3 separate regions of the Gossypium hirsutum genome follow, and all the other regions are linked to region 3. A link is a contact called in public Hi-C data. All regions are on one chromosome and are shown on one strand. Each heading gives the region's core, a stretch centred on a gene start, on an enhancer-like site or on the middle of the called end of the contact. The rest is flanking DNA. Distances are from core to core; before and after follow the strand shown. Region 1 holds the start of LOC107937173 (ABC transporter G family member 28). Region 2 holds the start of LOC107937172 (phenylalanine ammonia-lyase G4). Region 3 has its middle 8.1 kb from the start of LOC121207715.

Region 1 (2,700 bases), core at 37-2,536, 95 kb before region 3:
TTATTAAAAATCATTTATTCCTTCTTTTCTTTTTGTGCTGGAATCACAACATGCGTGTAAATATAAATTAGCACATAACTTCAAAGATAAATCACTAAACAAATCTAATAAGAAATGGTGCCAAAACCTTTCATTTTAAAAAAAATGTTAATCACAATGTTACAAAAAAAAAACTTGGGTCAGTTTGAATTAGATCAAAGTCGAGTATACTATTAAGTTTCAAGTTCGGGTTTGGAGCAGGTTAAAGTTTTTTAGAGTAGGGGTCGGTCAAGGTGGGACATGGTGGTAGAGCATCAGGCTGGGGTTAGGGTGGGTAAAAAATCACCCACCCTATTGCCATCACTAGTTTGCCGATGGGTAAGGGCGGGTAAAAAATCACCCACCCCATTGTCATTACTAGTTAAAAATTAAATTTAAAAAATGAATTTTTAAAAATTTCAAAGTTAGGACTAAATTGAAAGATTTTATAAATGTTGAGGGCTAAATTTATTGACTTTTTATAATTAGAACTAAAATGACAAATTTTGTAAACATTGAGAGCTAAATTTGTTAAATTTTTATATTTAGGATCAAATTGATAAGATGTGTAAATATTAGAGGGATAATTTTGTAACTAGACCAATAAAAAATCTATATCAGCTTAAAATGACTAAAATATTTAATTTTGAAAAGTTTAGTGACTAAAAAAAAAATAGTTGGGTGATATTTTTATAATTTACCCATGAAAGATTATGTAACAAAAAATTTAACAAAAGAGCTAATTTTTTTAATAGAGAAACTAAAATGTAATCCACCTTTAATATAGGGTTTCTTTGATACTTTTACCAATTTGGAAAATAATAAATGAAGTTATATGAAGTTACAACTACAACTAAAAAATTCCTTAAAAAGGAAAAAAAAAGAACTACAACTAAAAATTAGTATTACAGCATATTTTTCATAACCTCAAAATTGGAAAGATGTTTATAACATCTTAAATGACACTAGATATTTATGATGCCTTTCTTATAGTGAAGTCTATTAAATACCTTTTTTTTTTAAAAAAAATTCTATAGGAATCAATTGAATTAAATCCATAATTATACAAGTCAATGAATTTGTACTTAATATTGATGAACTGACAAAAAATTCAATGTGAAATCAAAACCTCAATTAATTGCATTGAGGACAAAGCAGAAGGTAAAAATGAACTGAAATATGTGATGTACAATCATGGACGAAGAGTAAGCCATGGTTGGCTTGACTTGGTCAAAAACCAAGGGTCATACCACATTTCAAACTATCAAGAACAAGTAGCCTGGTTTGGTCCTAAAGTTCTTAAACCCAGAAATACAATAATTTAGTATACCACTAGTAGTTCCAAAAGATCAATTTTTGATGTTTTTCGTATGGGATTTGGAATTTAGAATCTAATACTAATACTATAAAATATGTATCTAATACTAATACTATAAAATATAACATATGGGCTTTTTTTTTTTTTTACAAACAGTTTTCTTCTCAAAACCGGACACCACAACCAAGCATGTCATGGTTTCTAAAAGCCGGCAAATAAAGCAAATAGTTCTTAAGACAAGGTCTCCTCTTACAAGGGTCCCACTTTCACCAGCTTCCGTTTGCCTTTCTTAGTTCTCACCTGGTCTTTATACATGAACCAGGAAGGAATGGGAAGATTAAAAATGGAGGTTTTTTCCTTTCTATTTCCCCTTTCAATGAAGAAGGTGGCTAAGCAGCTTACTTAAAAGTATCTTAAAGGTTTGACCTTTAAATCCCACGACTTTGGCCTTTCAGCCAACCCTAGATCCCTTTTTATTCTTCATTCACATTTTTCTTTAGCTACAAACATTCATATTGATCCTGGGTGTCAAAAAGAATAAATTTGTGTCTTTGTTGGGTTTCTTTTCAAAATGCTGAAAATGGGGTTGAAAAAGTTAAAAATTTGCTCTTTATGGTCAGTTTCAATCTGGGGCTTTGTAGTTTTGAGTTTATTGGTAAACATGGTACAATGTCAAAATTTCAATGATTATGAAGTGAACAACCCAGATGTTCTTCCTCTTGTTACAACCCTTGTTAATAGCAGGCTTTCTAATCTTACCACTGTTCTTAGTAAGGATATCAGTGAACAAGCCAGTTTCTGCATAAAGGACCCGTGAGTTTTCCTCCTCTTTTTTTCCCCAATTGCTATGAATGTTGATCGTCTGGTTCTTGAATTGAATTGTAGAACTCTTAATTGCATTGACCTGTTCTTGATTATGAATATGTGAACTAATTGGTGATTCCCAATGCTTAAGACTTATATATGTATATACTTGTGTATGCAATGTAATTGGTTCTTGTTTTGAGATTGAAGCTGTCTTTATATTTCAGGGAAGCTGAATGGAATAAAGCATTTAATTTTTCTTCAAATTTGGACTTTTTGGCTTCATGTATTGAAAAAACTCAAGGTACAATATCTATAATTACAAAGAATTAAAGTGCTTTCTTTCTTTAGTGGCTATAGGAAATTAGGACTCGGGGTTTAGGTGTTTGATATGTTGGACATGATACTCGGAGTAGCATAGTTCGACAGTGTTCTTCAAGTACTATTTTGCTAAAATATGCCGCCTTGACATAAGTTATTGCTTTAAGTGGAGATTTCTTGCGTAAAACCAAAAATGTGCTTAGAACTGAGATTAGTTGAATTGCTTTAAGAATCATGTT
Region 2 (2,700 bases), core at 119-2,618, 67 kb before region 3:
CATTTGAATTACAATATTTTTCTAGTGACCCACAAAATTAAATTTTGTGCCCTTCCTAAAAGCGACTCCTATCGAAAAAGATTAATATAAAAAAAACTATTTATATTTTAAAATTTCTATTCCATGGAAATTTTGATTTTTTTTTAAAAGAAGCTACAAACAATTTTAGAAAAAGTATAGGGGAGGTGGGGGAAAAATTGAAAGCTAAGTGCATGGGTTTTTCACATAATTAATTAATGAATGAGATATATAGCTGAAATTACAACTACCAAACATGGCGGAAAGAGTGTTGTGCTAATTATGGCCTATTTAAAGGATCTTAGTTTTTAGTTACCTAAGTTGGCGGAAAATATAATTAAAATATATTATCATAAAATAAAAATATAATATAAGTCTATAAATTAATCAAAGTCAGATATTAACCTATTATCAAAGACGAATATTGAGTCAAAAAAATTGATATTGAATTATAAATTTTAGAAGGATCAAATAGCAGTTTTACCAATATTTTAAAAGGTCATATGGCAATTTTACCAATATTTTAAAAGGTCATATAGCAATTTTACCAATAATGAATAGTACTGTTTTGATACGTGAAAATAATAATACCAGAGAACAACTCCTTAATATGATGTTTAAGGTTCGATTTTCGAATTTTTCAGATAATTAATCCAACATGAAATCAACATAGAAAAAATAAATAACGATTATAGAACAAAGAAAAAATAAAGTATGGATATGATATTAATGCATAAATATTTTCAGATTTATTTATATGATATGATATAAATAAATATTAACGTATGAAAATTTATATAATCAGCGAATTATGACGGTAAAAAATAAAATAAAATGAAAAAATTGAAGTTACCTTATAAGCTCCTTTTGGAGGGCACCGCCTTGTTTGGTTCTCCGATGAGATGTTGCACCAAAGCCAGTGGTGACTCCATAGCTGTCCGTACCTCGATTCATTCCTTCCATAACCCAATCACTGCTGGCCTTAACGGCCGGCCGAGCCGCCTCCGAGAGCTCAACCTGAACGGCGACGTCGCGGTTCGCAATGGCCGTGACTTGAGCTATCGTTAATGTCTCACCACCGAGACGAACCACCGGCTTCTTGTACTCCTCAACCATGCGCTTCACTTCATCCAGATGGCTACCTTTCATTGACTGAGCTGACGCAGCCCAGTTCAAGGGGTCGGCCAGTGACGAACCGTTTCCGCCATTACAAAACTGTAACTCCATTGGTTCCATTGATTCAAATGGCTAATGATTGGCGTCTGGGAAATTTTGGAACTAAAGATTTTTCTTTTCTTTTTCTGAAATGGAAAGGAAATTTTCAGGGAAAGTGAAAATATTCCTGAGTTTGTTGAACAATATTTCCAAGGTTTAAATAGAGAGAAAAAAGAAATAAAAAAATAAATAAAAATGTCTGAGATGAACATTGAGTGTTGGGTGGGTTGGCCGACGGGTTAGTTGAGAACATTATATGGCCGTTGGATCTTGATGGTTGTGATTTTGACAATTGTTTGTACTTGATTGGTGGATGGTCTAATAAACCTCCAATGGTTCCAACATTTTTCTTTTTTAATTGAAAGGGAAATGGGGGTTGGTGAGCACTCGGGGAGGCACGAAATTAGCAACGTCATCCCACAATTCTTAGCTTGCTAAATTACCACTTTGGCCATTATTACTCGTATTTAAGTTTTATCATACGTAGATTATTTCCAGATATATTTTGTTTGTGATAGTACTTATAATTTTTTTTAAAAATTATATAAACTAGATTTTATCATACTTACGATGTGGGTGAATAAAAATATTTTATATTTGTAAAAATATATTAATAAATGATTATTATTGGAGTGGCAATAGTTTTTTATATGAATTTATTTGTATTGTATTTGATTTCTAAATAATATTTTTAAATTGTTTTATTTGAATATTATATAAAAGTATGAAAATACCCTTACCATAATATTAATTACTTTTTAAAGTAAATGTATTTTAATAATTTTACAACTAAATTAGTATCGAGTTGACTTATGAAACCACTTCAATTAGACACTTTATATATAGTATAGATATATAATATCTTAAACATGGTTACGGTGATATAGGACCAAAATCAAACCAACCGATTGAATCGAGAATCAATAGTTCGATTGATGAAATAAAACCGAGTATAAACCAAACTATTTGTGAATCGATAAGAAATCGAAAATCAAGATAAAAAATTGATAATTCAACTTATTAAACTAATTTAATTTTTTTAATTATTTATTTAATTATTATTGAATCAACTGTTTAACCAGTAGAATTAAGAGTTGATTGTCTAATTAGCTGAACCAGATATAAAGTAATATAATATCATACATTTAATTAAAAAAAATAAAGTGTAGGGTAATAATTTGTTTTATTATTTTCTTAGTAATTACATTTGTAAGTTTATTTATATATTTATTAATTTTGTAATATATGCTCGGCAACATTATCCGAATAGTTTTTTTTTTTTTTAACTTGGTGTGTTGATAGAAATAGTGTGAGAAACTTAACAAAGTTTGTTGAATTTTGTAATAATAAAAAGGAACTTGCAATGTATTTGGGGTACATAATAATAAATTGATGTTTGTTTTGTAAGAAACTATAATCGTATTTACTTACATTAATATTAAAATATTTGACTAAAACTTTTAACAC
Region 3 (2,700 bases), core at 196-2,695:
GGATATGTTAGTTTTACTGAAAAGTGGGTAAATTAGGTATTATATGCGATATCAAAAAAGTAAATTAATTCTTTTAAAAATTTTCATTATTACTGTTACAAATTGGTCTCCATATGTTAGAATGAGATACCAATAGTAGGTCACGTATATCTGTCTGATTATTCTATTAACCATTTTAATTTTTAATAGTAAAAATAGATAAAATTTTTAACAAAAAAGACCAATTTACTTTTTGATCTAATGTAGAAGGATTAATTTACTCATTTTTTAAGTGAAGAAAATAAAACACAAATGGTTTTAAATAGACCATTATCGAAAATTGGTTCTTGGCCTGCTTATGAATTTCTTTTATTTTCACATGTTATTATTTTGTAAATAAATAAACTACAATGATATGAATTAAATTAAATTTCGAAATCACATATTTTTTATCTTTAAAATTATGCAGCTTCTTTTAGGGGTTTTGCTGTAGTTTGGGAAAAATGCATATCAAAAATTTTAATGTTTTATCAAAATGATCAAAATTTTTACGAATTCTTTCTAATTGATTACGTAAATGAGTTTACCCACTTTTAAGTAAGAGTTTTAAAATTGTATAACTACAAGCATTTCAATACTTTAGTTAAAAAAAATAAAATTATATTGAATAAATAAACAAAGAAAACATAAAAAAGTTATAACTTTCCCATAAAAATTTAACAACATTATCTCTTACTTTCATAATCAACATAGATGTTGTTGAGCTACATTAGACTCAATCCCGATTCTAAAACAGATTAGTTCATCGAAATCCATTTAAATAATTCATTTTACTCTTTAAAAATATTTTATTTAAATTTAATTATAAAAATATATTATAAAATTATGTTTATTTCTCTTTTTTTATAATTACTAAACTGTGGAATCGGCAAATTTGAAATTAAAAAATCTAAATTTAAGTTTAACACAAAGCGATAAATAAATTATTACAACAACGATGTCAAATAATTAAATTGATGAATAAAAACTTAATTAGAAGTCGATGAATATAATTTTTATGTTAAATAAGTATTAAATACAGTAATTATTTATTAATTTATATCTTTAGTTTAATAACATATATTATAAAAATTAATTGATTAAAACTCAGATGACATTTTTAGGGTGAACTTTTTTAAACTTTAACATCAATTATCTTAAATATATTTAAAAAATTATTTCATAGAAATTATTTATAATATCTTTTTCAATTTTTCTTTATTATAAATTATAAAAATATTTCCACTAAAATTTAAAAGGTAACAAATTAACAAATTTAATGAGATGAAAAGTATATAATAAAATACAAAACCATTTTTTTTTTTTTAGATAAAGTCGATCTATACCCAATTTTGAGAAAATGCCGAACCTACATGCCACCAGTTGTGGTTGAACTGGTTCTATGATCTAATTCTAATGGACCACTTTAATTCTAACATTTTTCAACGATGAAAATAGCTTGATTTAAGTAACGTGCGACCCAAATCCATATCACCTGTACAAGCCCAATTTTGGGCCCAAATAAACATAACCCAACTATAAACTCAAAACTTAGCCCAAAACACTAACCCAACCCCAAAAAAAAATCAAAAAAATAAAAATCCTAATCCCACCTACTCCACCCTTGTTGGCCACCCACCTTGGCCACCTACTCCACCACCCTTGTTGGCCACCTACTCCACCACCATTGTTGGCCGCCCACCTTGGCCACCTAAACCACCCCAACCACTCCACTTGCTTACAAAAATTTATTTGTAAAATTTGGCTATAAAAGCCATTCAAGACTATGTTAGAAGGGGTGATTTTTGTTTTTTGGAAAGGCTAGTTTTTAGAGATTAATCAAAGATCAAAGCAAAAGAGGTTTCTTTTGTCTATTCTCATCTTATGTTCTTTGTTTGTTTATTGTTTTCCTTTCAATTTTATTTTGTTTTTTTTTTATATACGAAAGTAAAAATAAAAGTAAGAAGCTTACCTATATTTTCATTACCGAAAAAAGTTTTTTTTGAGGTCCGGCCGCCGTGAACGGTGGCGCCGATGGCGGCCCGTGGGGGTCCATGACCGAAGCAAAACCGGACCAACGGCCGGATTTAGAAAAGAGAGAGAAAGAGAGTTGAGAGCTTTGTTTTATTTTTTTATTTTATTATTTTTACTATTATTTATATTATTATTATTTCTCATGTATATATTATTATTTATATTATTATATTATATATGCCCTCTCCATATTTATTTATATTATTACTATCATTATTGTTACTTCTATTATTTTTTATTTCTGACTACTATTATTATATATATGTATTTTTGTTTGTATTATTATTATTATTATTATCACCCCTATTGTTATTACTTTACTTTTGTATTCTAATATATTATTAATATTACTCATATTTTCATTATTTTTGCTATTACTATTATTATTATATATTAGTGTATATTTTTATGTATATATATATTTATATATAGTATTTTTTTATTACTTTAATTTAATATTTTTATTATATTTGCTTTTTGTATTTCTATATTTATTATTATTATTATATAGTAGTGTGTATTTCTATTATATACATATATATATTTTTATATATAGTATTATTGTTTACTTTACTTTAATATTATTCTTATTATCATTATATCCAACCCAATAATAATTCTTTCATAAAAGTAATATTCCGTATTTGG

What was found. Hi-C and Micro-C count contacts between places; a contact is called where the count stands out from the background.
Region 1: a Hi-C map of leaf shows a contact between it and region 3, with 4 times the contacts expected there. The contact joins the promoter of LOC107937173 here to the enhancer-like site in region 3. A contact is called at or near these places in 4 of 34 Hi-C or Micro-C datasets (hypocotyl, leaf and petal).
Region 2: a contact with region 3 is called in a Hi-C map of leaf, with 4 times the contacts expected there. The contact joins the promoter of LOC107937172 here to the enhancer-like site in region 3. A contact is called at or near these places in 11 of 34 Hi-C or Micro-C datasets (anther, callus, hypocotyl and 2 more).

The regions. Positions count from the first base shown.
Region 1 is chrA10:111,161,053-111,163,752 of Gossypium_hirsutum_v2.1, forward strand. It overlaps LOC107937173 (ABC transporter G family member 28), which reads left to right and starts at 1,287. Exons shown (of 14, transcript XM_016870012.2): 1 at 1,287-2,149; 2 at 2,368-2,444. The coding sequence starts at 1,908.
Region 2 is chrA10:111,188,828-111,191,527 of Gossypium_hirsutum_v2.1, forward strand. LOC107937172 (phenylalanine ammonia-lyase G4) reads right to left here and starts at 1,369. Exons shown (of 2, transcript XM_016870010.2): 1 at 872-1,369. The coding sequence starts at 1,254.
Region 3 is chrA10:111,256,181-111,258,880 of Gossypium_hirsutum_v2.1, forward strand. No RefSeq gene overlaps it. Among protein-coding and RNA genes, the nearest start is that of LOC121207715, 8.1 kb to the left of the region's middle. Within about 2 kb of position 1,446, at least 1 of the 9 cell types and tissues checked has an H3K27ac peak or open chromatin away from gene starts, as enhancers often do. A contact at or near this core is called in leaf, where this site is marked.